Regions from separate parts of the Mus musculus genome. Here regions 2 and 3 are each linked to region 1. The links are chromatin contacts, called in public HiChIP or PLAC-seq and promoter capture Hi-C maps. All regions are on one chromosome and are shown on one strand. Each heading gives the region's core, a stretch centred on a gene start, on an enhancer-like site or on the middle of the called end of the contact. The rest is flanking DNA. Distances are from core to core; before and after follow the strand shown. Region 1 holds the start of B9d1os (a long non-coding RNA gene). Region 2 holds the start of Natd1 (N-acetyltransferase domain containing 1). Region 3 holds the start of Adora2b (adenosine A2b receptor).

Region 1 (3,650 bases), core at 395-2,894:
TGCTGCCTGAGAAGGGGCCATGTTTTGTTTTCAGGTGGGGGTATTGGCTGATGCTGTCCAAAGCCACTGGCAGGTGGTTCTCCAGAGCCTGCCTGGTTAGGCTGCTACTTGTCCCTCTCAGCTGCCACTAACAGACTCCAGGGGTACACCAGCGAACCCAGTAGTGACTGTATTCTATAAACTAGCTTTCCCCCAAAAACAAATGCAATGTTTAGGTCATCTCTGACCTTAGTGTCTACCTCTTGGTCTCGAATAGAAGGGTATGATTCAGGAATCACCAAAGCTCTAACCAGAGGAGGCCCATGAGTCCAACTTACCGCTGTTGGGGCCCAGTCCTGGCCATACACAAAGCAGTACTTGCAGTAGAGGTCATCATACTCTGGAAACTGAGAGAAAAAGTATACAGGATTCTGTCTAGAAAGGGCAAACTGGGCCCACACATTAGCTAGGCAGATGCAGTGGACAGGAATTAGGAACACGAGGCATCTGGGACTGAGGAGGTGGACATGGGTTTCAGGGCGGGCAGGGAATGGAAATCAGGAAGTCAGGCTTAGTCCCAGACTGCCAATACCCGTAGGTTATTTTGCTCAGGGTCTACTTTCTGTCTTGTCTTTCTCAGTCCACATGTGGTAGGCCCCTTGCCCATCTTTCAGAGTTCCCCTTCAGTCTCTAGCTGGCTTAAGGATCATTGCTTGGCTCCCTTCACTTCTCTGCATTTCTGCATGTGGGTACCTAATGTCTATCTGATAACCCTGTTAGACTGAAGAAGGAACAGGTTTCATGCCTCAGCGCATCTCCAGTGCTGGGCACAAATTAGCTCTACAGAAATGATGCTCACGTGAAACCCAGAAGCTACAGGGCCAAAGAACATGGCTAAAACTGAGGGTCCCGGAGAAAGGAAGGCCCAGGGCAGACGCCAAGGAAGGTGTCCAGAGTAAGCAGCCCAGACATCCTCTAATCGGATAGAGGAAAACAGGGAGGACGCAGTACCAATGAATGGGAAGGCAGGAACACCTACTGAGCTTCAGACTTGGCAGAACCTAAAGCATGTCAGCCAAACCTCAGAATATGTAGGAATAATGGGCATTTTCAACAAGCAGCCCAGAAGAATAATGTAGCAAAGTTCTGTCTCTTAGACGGACCGGGTCAAATCCCACCTTGGCCACTGCCTTCCGGTAAGTTCCCAGCTGTTAAATGGATCAGCTGAGTCTTCAGTCCCATTAGTCCTAGGCCACCACTCAACCAAGTAAACAGGATCCAAGTGGTACCAGCTGAACGCCTCGAGGTCTGTTTTCACTCAAGCTTGTCCGGTTCATCTACCTGGAGCCAAGGTTCTCAAATGCTGCTTCTCCTTTCCATTTATTTGAGATGCTCAGAGCATCTTGGCTTTCTAGGAGCTGAGCGAAGAGCCCGGGGAGAGAAACAGGCCGTCCCCGGGCGGAGTCCACGACTGCTTACCTGTGCGCTCTCTACCTGCCCGGTGATCATGAGCAGGAAGACGCTGGGACTTGCTGCAGCCATTGCACTGATGGGCCGGGAGACCGGCGCAGGCCGCGCGCTGTTGCCAGGAGGCTCTCGGTTGTCTTGGAAACAGACGGTAAGTCGTCTAGGACAAATTTCTCAAGCGGTGACGAGTTCGCTCAAAGGTAAGAGTGCGCAGGCGCAGTAGTCTTTATGGCTTTGGGCACTGTCCTCCGTGTCTGTCGCGCGGAACCTAACCCCCAGGGGCGGGTCCACGGACCCGCACTGTGTGACTTCACTCGTCTGGCCATGCTTGAAGCTCGCAGGCTGCAAAGCTGGATGTTGAGAAGAAGCAGCACCGGCACTCAGGCCCGCGGAAAGTCACGTGCTAGAGTTACCTCTCTCCAGGTGGTGTCGCTGTTGCCACACACAGCGACGGCAAAGACGCCATCGTTGGAAGGCTTGGTGCGCGGGAGTGGTCCAGCGGGCATCACCCAGCACATTGTCTCAGGTGAAGAATGCGCCCTTCAGCCCTATGAGGCTCTTGTCATCGAAACCCGGAGACTCCATTTGTCCAAGTCCCGCGTCCTGCATGAGAAGCTGGAGCCCACGGAACCAGTCACCCAATTTTGGAAAATCACTGGTAGCTCAGGGATGTCAGAGCTTGGTCCCAAGCCACCAGCATCCTTTTCGGTAGACACCATTGTTAGTGCTTGGATTCAACTGCACTTACTCTATCACTGTCCAATTCAAGGTGGCTTAATGCGAGCTTCTTGCCTTTAGATCCCCAGCTCGACTCTAGGGGCATTGAATGCCTGGTCCTCATTGCCCGGCCAGTGCAAAATATTTGGGAACTACTTCTTTAATAAATAAAATTGAACACATCTCAGTTTTCTGGAGGGCGTGACTGAAATCCAGACCTGGAAGGTAATTTAGCCATATTCGTTACAGGAATTTAGCTGCAGAATCAGACTTCACTTTCAGAGCTTATAAGGAAACATCAAAGAGCACATTAATGATGAGGGAGCCTGGAAACAAACGGATGCAGATGTGTATACTTTAGGGAGCTCAGCCTGCAGTAATGACACCAGGTCACGCTAACTGTTAGCTTGGAAGTCAGTTGGCGGGATTCCCAAAGCCACCTATGGGGAAGAGGAAAGGCATGTGGTCACAGCGTTCTAGGTGGGCCGAGGTGCAAGCATGTAAGAAATTCTTTTAGCTTAGAGCCAAGAGTCATACAAGCAGAGGCTCTAGGCCCCTCTCTCCTAGCCGGTGGCTGCCACTTGCTGTTCTTTACTGAAAGCGTTGGAAAGATACAGGCTACTGAAAGGAAGCCTTCTCAATCCCCAAATTACTCATTAGATAAGGCTTTTCTGTCCTAAACCAACAGGATGAGACATTTAGGAAGAGGTCTGTGCTGGCTAGTTTTTTTGTCAATTTGGCACAAGCCATAGTTATCTGAGAGGAGGGAACCAAGATTGAGAAAGCCTCCATGTGATTGGGCTTGTAAGCCTGTTGAACATTTTCTTAATTAGTGATTGGTGGAGAAGGGCCAGGCCCACTGTGGATGGTGCTACCCTAGGCTGGTGATCCTGAGTTCTATGAGAAAACAAACCTGGGGATGATTTCAGTCACTGGTACCTGTACTCTCTCAGGCCTTTTCTGTCCTGTAGGAGAATGTTCCCATCTAGTTACTAAAGGCATCCATAGCAGGAGATACCGTATGCTCCTGGTTTGGGCATATGAGTGAAGCCATAAGTCTTCATCAAGGAACCCTCATTTTATAAAATGTTTCATTCTCCTTATCACTGCAGAGGTAAGATAATGAAAAGCATCCCCAGGCTCTCACCCAGCAGCTGTAGAGTGCTCGAGGACCCTGGTAGATGTTCTGGTGAGTTTTATGTCAATTTGACAAAAGCTAGGGTCATCAGAGAGACAGGAGTCTCAGTTAAGAAAATGCCTCCTGGGGGCTGGTGAGATGGCTCAGTGGGTAAGAGCACCTGACTGCTCTTCCGAAGGTCTGAAGTTCAAATCCCAGCAACCACATGGTGGCTCACAACCACCCATAATGAGATCTGATGCCCTCTTCTGGTGTGTCTGAAGACAGCTACAGTGTACTTACATGTAATAAATAAATAAATAAATAAATAAAAGTGTGTGTGCACCACCAATATCTGGCTGATATTGTT
Region 2 (3,824 bases), core at 1,197-3,696, 590 kb after region 1:
ATACTCCATGGATTTTCAAGGGCACCCAAGTAAGTCAGATCCACTCGCTGGTCCATCCTCTGGTCCTCGTGAGACTCAAGCAGGCACAGCCACGGGGAAGCTTGCTTCTGACACTGAGTCACTCAGTAACTCCAGCAAATGTTTTCATTGCTCACGTCGTTCTTTTGTTTTCCAGAAAGGACTTTATGTATTTGGTTTGGGTGGGCAGGGTTTCATAGAGCTCAAGCTGACGATGTAGCTGAGAAATGCCTTGAGCTCCTACCTTCTTTACCTCCCAAGTTCTAGGATTACAGACCAGCACCATCGCTGGCTCCCAGAAAGAATTTCTGTAGAGCTTACAGACCCCAGCAAGGAAAGAGACAGAAGCAAAGAAGAAAGAGTCAAAGAAAAGAATCTGGACTGTGCTTAGCCAGTGGATCTCCACCTTCCTAAGGCTTCGACCCTTAATACAGTTCCTCATGTTCTGGTGACCCCCTCCCCCAACCATAAAATTATTCTCATGGCTACTTCATAACTGTAATTTTGTTACTGTTATTAATTAATGTAAATAGCCATTCTCCAATGGTCTTAGACAACCACTGTGAAAGGCTGGTTCGAGGGTCACAACCCATAGGTAGACAACCACTGTGCCAGGCCCTATTGGAGGCTTATCAGATCAGACTCTCCCCTGGTCTAGACTGGCTGGTCAGATGCCACGTCTGTAGACATAAATGCACAGGAGGACTTCCCCAGGAAGTGGTGCTTGGGCAGTAGTCATCCAAAGGCCCAGCAGCCTGCAGATGAGTGGCCTGTTCAGACACTGTCCAGGAACATATTTTGACCATCTCCACTTACATTCTTTGGAAGTGACGTCACCTGAGACTCACAGGTTTTAATCTTCCTTGTTCACAATTGCCTCCAGCTCTGACTCTGCCAACCAGGCTCCAGGCCCTCTATGATGGCTGGATCCCTTTCAGTCACTTTGCATATAATGACACACCTCCGCACTGCCTTCTGTTTACAAACGCTGTGACACAACACCCACTTGTTAAAAGGAAATTATTTGCTCAGAAAAGATTCTCTCAGTAGTATGTCTGACCCCCCAACCAAGCAATAAAAATGATTGGAAGAAGGCAAATAAAAGATTGGGGGGGGGGGTTACAGAGGAAAGTGTTCATTAAATGGGGACTAAATGGCCTGGCAGCCTGGGCAAAGGTTCAAGAGTCAGTCACTGCCACTAATGACAAAATGCCCACTGCAACTTACAGAACTCTCTGTGGCAATGTGAGGTCGTACACTTGGAAAAGGATCTTGCAGTTTTTCACAAAACAAAATATCCACTGGCTATAAAACTCGGCAGTATATTCCTGAGAGCTACCCTAAGGGAATGCTGGCCAGACGACATCCACAGCCTGTTACTCATAGCAGCTCCAAACCAAAACAACACAACAACCCATTAACACGTGATGGAAAACTGGTACCTGCTTCCTGGGAAATCTCTGACACACTGGTGAACATGATAGCAGCAACAACACAGCTGATGACAGGTGGAAGCGAAGAAACCAGATACGAAAAGGTAAATACTGTGTAGTTCTTAAGAAATAGGATGTTCTTAGGAAAAGCTGTTTAGTCAATAGCGCTAAAAGTCAGGGAGCATAGCTACTTCAAAAGGAAGAAATCAATTGGAAGGGAGCCCACGGAGATCTCCATTTAGCTGTAAAATGCTTCCTTGTTGGTCTGTCCCCCGCCTCTCCCCCACCCCCAGCCCCCGCCACGCACACAGACACACATTTTGTACAGGTTTGAAGTTACAGCCTTCAAGCATTCCACTGAGGTACTCAAACTTTAATGTCTGTGTGGTGGTCTCATAGATGTGGACATCAAATTTGCACGGTAATTAACAGAATATGATTCTGTGAACATCCATGGTCGGCAAGCTTTCCTAATACTGTACTTCTAGAGAAACACTGGCTCCTGGGTAGCTAGCTCCCTAGGGACCTCATATTTCTGGCTTTCTTTGGGAGGGGTGGCTTTTCACCCAGTCCCAAACATGCCTAGGGGTAATCTCTCAATATCAGCTACAGCTGCCCGAGTGGGTGGGCTGCATAGCTCCAGCCCGCACGATTCCAGCAGAGAGTAGGTTTGCCTGTCAACACCTTGCATTTGACGTTATCTATTGCCTCAGGCTTGCAGTGAGGCTAATGCCTAATATTAAATGGCTGTCGCGGGGAGGATCTAAATTACCCCATAGGTCATTGCGTGTTTTGCATATGGGTCCGTGTGGGTCCTAAAAGTCATTCTGGGGCATTCGGGAGGACAATCGGCGCCCTGGATGGACCAGCACATCATTGTTGAAGCCGCGAGCGAAACGGGCAGCGCGGTCTCTTTAAGAGACGCCAGGAATGTATCCAAACAGACAGTGCGCGCAGCGCACGTGACTCACAGCTGATTTCCGGCCCCGCCCCCTTCTCCGGCCCGCGCCGCCGAAGAGTCAGTTCGCTGCGGCCCGCGGTCCCCAGTGTCGGCGCGCGCGATGGCGCACGCTACCCCGCCGAGCGCACTGGAGCAGGGCGGCCCCATCCGCGTGGAGCACGACCGCCAACGCCGCCAGTTCTCCGTGCGCCTCAACGGTACCGAGCTGCCTTTGTTTGCGCGCGCGCGGGCGGGACGGGGCGGGACCTGCGGGCGGACGGACAGATGGATCCCGGGGCGGGAGGGCTCCCGAACCCCCCGACTGGCACCGCCGGAGCGCGTCTGCCCGGGCAGCCCGCACCTGCTAGCGCAGCCGGCCTCCGACATCGCGGACGGAGGGCTGCCACCCTGGGTCCCAGAGAGCAGGTCACTGGTGGCCTGCCACCCCCACCCCCCGGGTGTTCGGTTGCTTCCTGCCGCCGTGGAGGAGCCTGCAGGGGCCTGGGGCATAACCTAGGGAATATGTGGCCTGGAGGAGGAGGCGGGTAGGTGATTCTGAGACTTTGGCCAGTTTGTCTAGTCAATGTGTGCATCGGTCTCCCGGAATCTGCAATGGGGATAGCTGGAGTGCAAACCGCTTTGGATGAGATGCTGTGGCAGTAAAAGTTCAGAATGACACATTTGGTGCACAGCAAGTGCTGATAAACATAGATAAATGGCTACTTTTCAACAGATAGAGAAGTCAAAGCCTCATCTGTAGCGTTTGTACCAGCAGACCGACACTCCTCCCATTGATTCTAGGGCTGGAAAAGATTGTGGAATATGGGACCTTGAGCTCTCTGTAGCCCACTCCTCCCAGCTGGGCCCTCTGGGGAGACCCGACTTAGCCACTGCCCATATTATTTTGATTGGAAGGATGCACCACTTGAGTGTGGTCGGCCAGTAGGTAGGTTGTAAGCAGTCAAGCATACGCAGCCTATCCTGACTTCCTGAGCCAACCTTCTGTGACCTGCACTTGGAGGCCAGGTCTCCCGTTTGTGCCACCTAACCACCGTGGGGGCAGCTATCACTTCCTGTGTTGTGACATACCGCCCCACTTACAGATGAGTAAACTGAGGCTGGGAGTGCAGGAAATGGGACCTGCCCAGCTTTAACAAGACCAGAGGCATATTCAAATCAGGGCCCAGCTGCCCCTTGCCCTATTCTTTCCGTAGAGAAACAAGTCCTGCTGTCATGCTGATGGTAGCTCAGCTGACTGTGACACTTGGCCCTGATCCCTTGAGAGGCCTTATCTGAGGGTTTGTTTGTTTTTTGTTTCTTTTTTCTTCAGATCCTCTTTTCTGAAGTTTTCTTAGTTCCAGTGAGGCTTTTAGTTCCTGGGGACTGTGGAGGCACATCAGATCCATAAAGAGAAAGGCAGAAGCCTTAGGCTT
Region 3 (3,661 bases), core at 964-3,463, 740 kb before region 1:
TGACACAAGAGCTACTTGGAGCCGGTCCTGGGTATTAGGCCTCTGTGTATCTGGGGCTCTTCCAGGGGCAAGCCCAAAGGGCTTCCCCTAGATGGGGCAACTCAAGGGGCGGGGGGCATGTGATTGCTCTATGGAAAGAGTTCAAACGGCCACCAAGCACCAGTGAGCGGGCAACAGACAAGTGCAGAACCACAAGAACGAAGGAAATGGAATTCTATGCAGCCGCAGGCTCTGAAATCCCTGGGCTGTAGCACACCTGATGGGATATGTGTGAAGCCTCCTGGTCAGATGCCACAGGCAGGGGATGTGGAGCAACCCACCCACACACAAGCAGGGGCTTCCTGTACCATCTGGGACTCAAGCCACAAGCCACAGGGACCAGGCTCTTCACACCTGCCTATTACAAGAGCTTGTAGGAGCTTTTTGCCAATCAATTCCCTAGACACATTTCTCCTATAAACGCCAGCTTACTACCATCAGGATCCTCTTCTAGAAACAGCAAGGGGATCCCTTTTCACATCTCTCAAACACTGGTATCTCACACACAGCCCTGTGAGACGACAGGTGGACGGCTGAGGACACAGTGCCACTCTGCCGGACACAGCATCCGGAACCACAACCTCATCTACAGTATGCAGGTGACAGTGTCTGTCCTCTGGACGCTTCGAGGTTTAAAGAATGTACATTTAATTAGAGTTGCCAGGCACACGGTCAGAGCCCACGGAGTTCTTGCCTTTCTCTTCCTACTCTTGTGACTCAGTTTCCTCAACTCAGCTCCAACTCTAAAGAGATCCAAAGCTCACTTCAGAAATGCTAAAGGGCCCAGGCACTACCAAGGAGCAGCAAACTCAACTTTAAATTTATTAGCTACAAGTGGAAGCCACTTCCCCAACTGACTGACTCCCTGCCCTGGATCCTGTTTTCCCATCATGGAATAAGGAGAAAGTGATTTAGGTATACTCTGAGAGCCAGCGAACAGGGAGCCCTCACCAGTTTTCTGGGCCTCTTCAGGCTCCTGGGCACTGCAGCAGTATACAAATAAGGTTACACAATGGGCTAGAGGCTCTAAGACTGTCTTGTCAGTGTTCACTGAACCAGTAAGCACAGTAGCTCTTTAAAATGTCTGGGAATACTTTGAGCCACCGCGAAGCTAGTAGGGACCAATGTTCCTAGAGTTTCCCATCAGAGTTGAGCCTGGCTGCCTCATTTCGAAGTAGGCACATTTTAAAGCTGTGTCGTTAGACCCTATGACCCTTCTAAAAGTACCAATTCCAGCGTCTAAAGTTGCCTCGTTCTTAGCTGAAGCTTCTCCGCGCCCTTTCCGCACAGGACTGCATCTGGCAGCAGCTTTGATCTGCATGCCCGACTCCGGGCAGCAGCTCTGTCTCTCCAGAGGGCCGGGAACGTCCACAAAACTTAAGGAATCTAGAGCTTCCTGAGCCCTTCCTTGGCAGGTAACTCGTCGGACGAGCACTTCTCAACGCCCCTAAGGGTGTTCTTATGCAGATTCCCTAAACTAGGGGCAATTAGAGCATCCCTGACTCCAAAAGGGGACCCAGTCAGTGGCCTGTTCTGTCAACCCAGGAGAGTCTTGATAGCCGGCAGAACAAGCGTGCTGGAGAAAGTGCGTCCTCCACTCCAGTGCCCAGCGTGCTCCTAATCTGGCCCATCTGGGAGTCCAGAAAGTAAAACCGTGGGCCTGGAGAGGGCGCCCCTCTTTAGAACTTTAACCCGGCCAAGGCAAGAAAGATTCGTCTCACCTGAGCGGGACGCGAATGGCCAGATATCGGTCGACAGCCACCGCCAAGAGGCTAAAGATGGAGCTCTGTGTGAGCACCAGCACGAAGCAGGCGAGGAAGAGGCAGCCGTGGAAGTCCGTGCAGAAGCCCAAGCTGATGGTGATGGCAAAGGGGATGGCGAAGAGTCCCACGGCCACGTCTGCCGTCGCCAGGGATACCAGAAAGTAGTTGGTGGGGGTCTGTAATGCACTCGAGGCTCCCACCGCGGCGCACACCAGCACGTTGCCCGCCACCGCCAGCGCAGCGATAACCAGCTCCAGCGCCACGTACAGCGCGTCTTGCGTCTCTAGCTGCATGGCCGGGCCAGCCGGGCCCGGGGAGTCCTCTACTGGGGTAGTGTCGGGCTCAGGACAGCTGCTAGGGTGCCGCCAGGCATGGCCACAGCGCTGAGACCGCGCGTCCCAAGCTGGGTCTGCGCCGCCCAGCCAGTGCGCTCCGGACGGGGGCGGGGGCGTGGCCTTACGGGGGCGGCGCCCATTGGCCGGCTGCCAGGAGCCGGTCTTGGCCCCGCCCCCTGCCTAGGGTCCTTGCTCCAGCTGCTCCTGAGCTCGGGGAAGGATGGGTTCCCGAATTTCCCTCGGGCGGGAGAGGGACACATTCAGGAAAGACACCTCGAAGCTTCACCACTTCCCGCCCGAGCGCGAAGTCCCAGACTTCACCCTGTCCCGCGCCCGATCTGCACACTCTGAACTGACGCCCCTGCAAGGTGTCCATACTCCCCAGCACCGGAGCTGCACCCCAGGTCCGGGCCCGGGCTTCCTCTCAGTGCTGCATTCTCCGCGCGGCCCCTAATCCACCCGATCCCGTGGTCTCCGCTGCCCCGCCAGGGTGCTCGCCGGCTCAGCCCTGCGCTCTCCAGCCCACTTATCCAAGACCGGCTTCCGCTCACTTGCGGCGCCGCCTCTTCCCAGACACTGCCGCCTTCATCCACTCCAAGAAGGGTGCTGAGCGCCCACACCTGTGGGTGATCTGTCCTTCCTGCCACCTGTAAGAAGCCCCCAGCGCCCTCCACCGCCTTCAACTCCACACTTCTCTCCTAGCGAGCCCTGGCTGCTCCTTGGCGTTTGGAGTCCTTAATCCTTCTAGAACACAGCTTCTGCCCCGCGGAAGCTGCTACCTGTAGTCACCAGCCAGGATGGTTAAGGAGTTTGTCAACACAACAAAGATGACTGAAAAAAAAAAGATTAAGCTGAACTAAAACACGGGTGACCTCTAAACAGCTTCTTTGAAGAATAACGGGTTTTTTCTTGGGGTTTTTTTTTTGGTTTTTCGAGACAGGGTTTCTCCGTGTAGCCTTGGCTGTCCTGGAACTCACTTTGTAGACCAGGCTGGCCTCGAACTCAGAAATCTGCCTGCTTCTGTCTCCCAAGTGGTGGGATTAAAGGCGTGCGCCACCACGCCGGGCTGATTTTTTTTTTTTTTTTTTTTAATGTTGTGGCTGGATTAGCTCTCTCTGAGTATGAGTATGGGCGTGGGGGAGGGGAAAAGTGCGTTGAATTACACTTTCTGCATGGCTGTATGATATATATAAAGTACATTTCAGGGTTAGCTGTAATATTAACAGCAAATCCCCCACGAGCCCACTCATAGCATAGACAAAATCACCAAAGCACACAGAGTACATGTTCTATCTGGGTATTTTAAGGGTTTGGTTTTTTTTTTTTTTTTTTTTTTTGTTTATTTGTTTGGTTTTTTTGTTTTTTGTTTTTTTGGATTTTTGGTGTTTTTTTTGGGGGGTGTTTTGTTTTGTTTTTGTTTTTGTTTTTGTTTTTTTCTAGACAGGGTTTCTCTGTATAGCTCTGGCTGTCCTGGAACTCGCTTTGTAAACCAGGCTGGCCTCGAACTCAGAAATCTGCCTGCCT

Evidence for each region. Promoter capture Hi-C pulls out the DNA fragments that hold promoters and counts their contacts. HiChIP or PLAC-seq counts read pairs in DNA pulled down with a chosen protein or histone mark.
Region 2: an H3K27ac HiChIP or PLAC-seq map of microglia shows a contact between it and region 1, with 9 times the contacts expected there. The contact joins the promoter of Natd1 here to the promoter of B9d1os in region 1. A contact is called at or near these places in 10 of 39 promoter capture datasets (the C10 cell line, the SN4741 cell line, cranial neural crest and 6 more), 3 of 484 Hi-C or Micro-C datasets (CD4 T cells and cortical neurons), 14 of 115 datasets of contacts at active chromatin or transcription factors (astrocytes, embryonic forebrain, embryonic hindbrain and 10 more) and 2 of 9 other capture datasets (adipose tissue and liver).
Region 3: a contact with region 1 is called in a promoter capture Hi-C map of cranial neural crest. The contact joins the promoter of Adora2b here to the promoter of B9d1os in region 1. A contact is called at or near these places in 1 of 39 promoter capture datasets (cranial neural crest) and 1 of 115 datasets of contacts at active chromatin or transcription factors (bone marrow-derived macrophages).

What each region holds. Positions count from the first base shown.
Region 1 is chr11:61,503,080-61,506,729 of GRCm38.p6, reverse strand. B9d1os (a long non-coding RNA gene) reads left to right here and starts at 1,644. Exons shown (of 1, transcript XR_141098.4): 1 at 1,644-2,345. B9d1 (B9 protein domain 1) reads right to left here and starts at 1,586. Exons shown (of 7, transcript NM_013717.3): 1 at 1,459-1,586; 2 at 318-386. The coding sequence starts at 1,521.
Region 2 is chr11:60,912,414-60,916,237 of GRCm38.p6, reverse strand. Natd1 (N-acetyltransferase domain containing 1) reads left to right here and starts at 2,446. Exons shown (of 3, transcript NM_025294.5): 1 at 2,446-2,609. The coding sequence starts at 2,513. It overlaps Gm39830 (a long non-coding RNA gene), which reads right to left and starts at 305. Exons shown (of 2, transcript XR_879908.2): 1 at 5-305.
Region 3 is chr11:62,247,536-62,251,196 of GRCm38.p6, reverse strand. It overlaps Adora2b (adenosine A2b receptor), which reads right to left and starts at 2,213. Exons shown (of 2, transcript NM_007413.4): 1 at 1,761-2,213. The coding sequence starts at 2,095.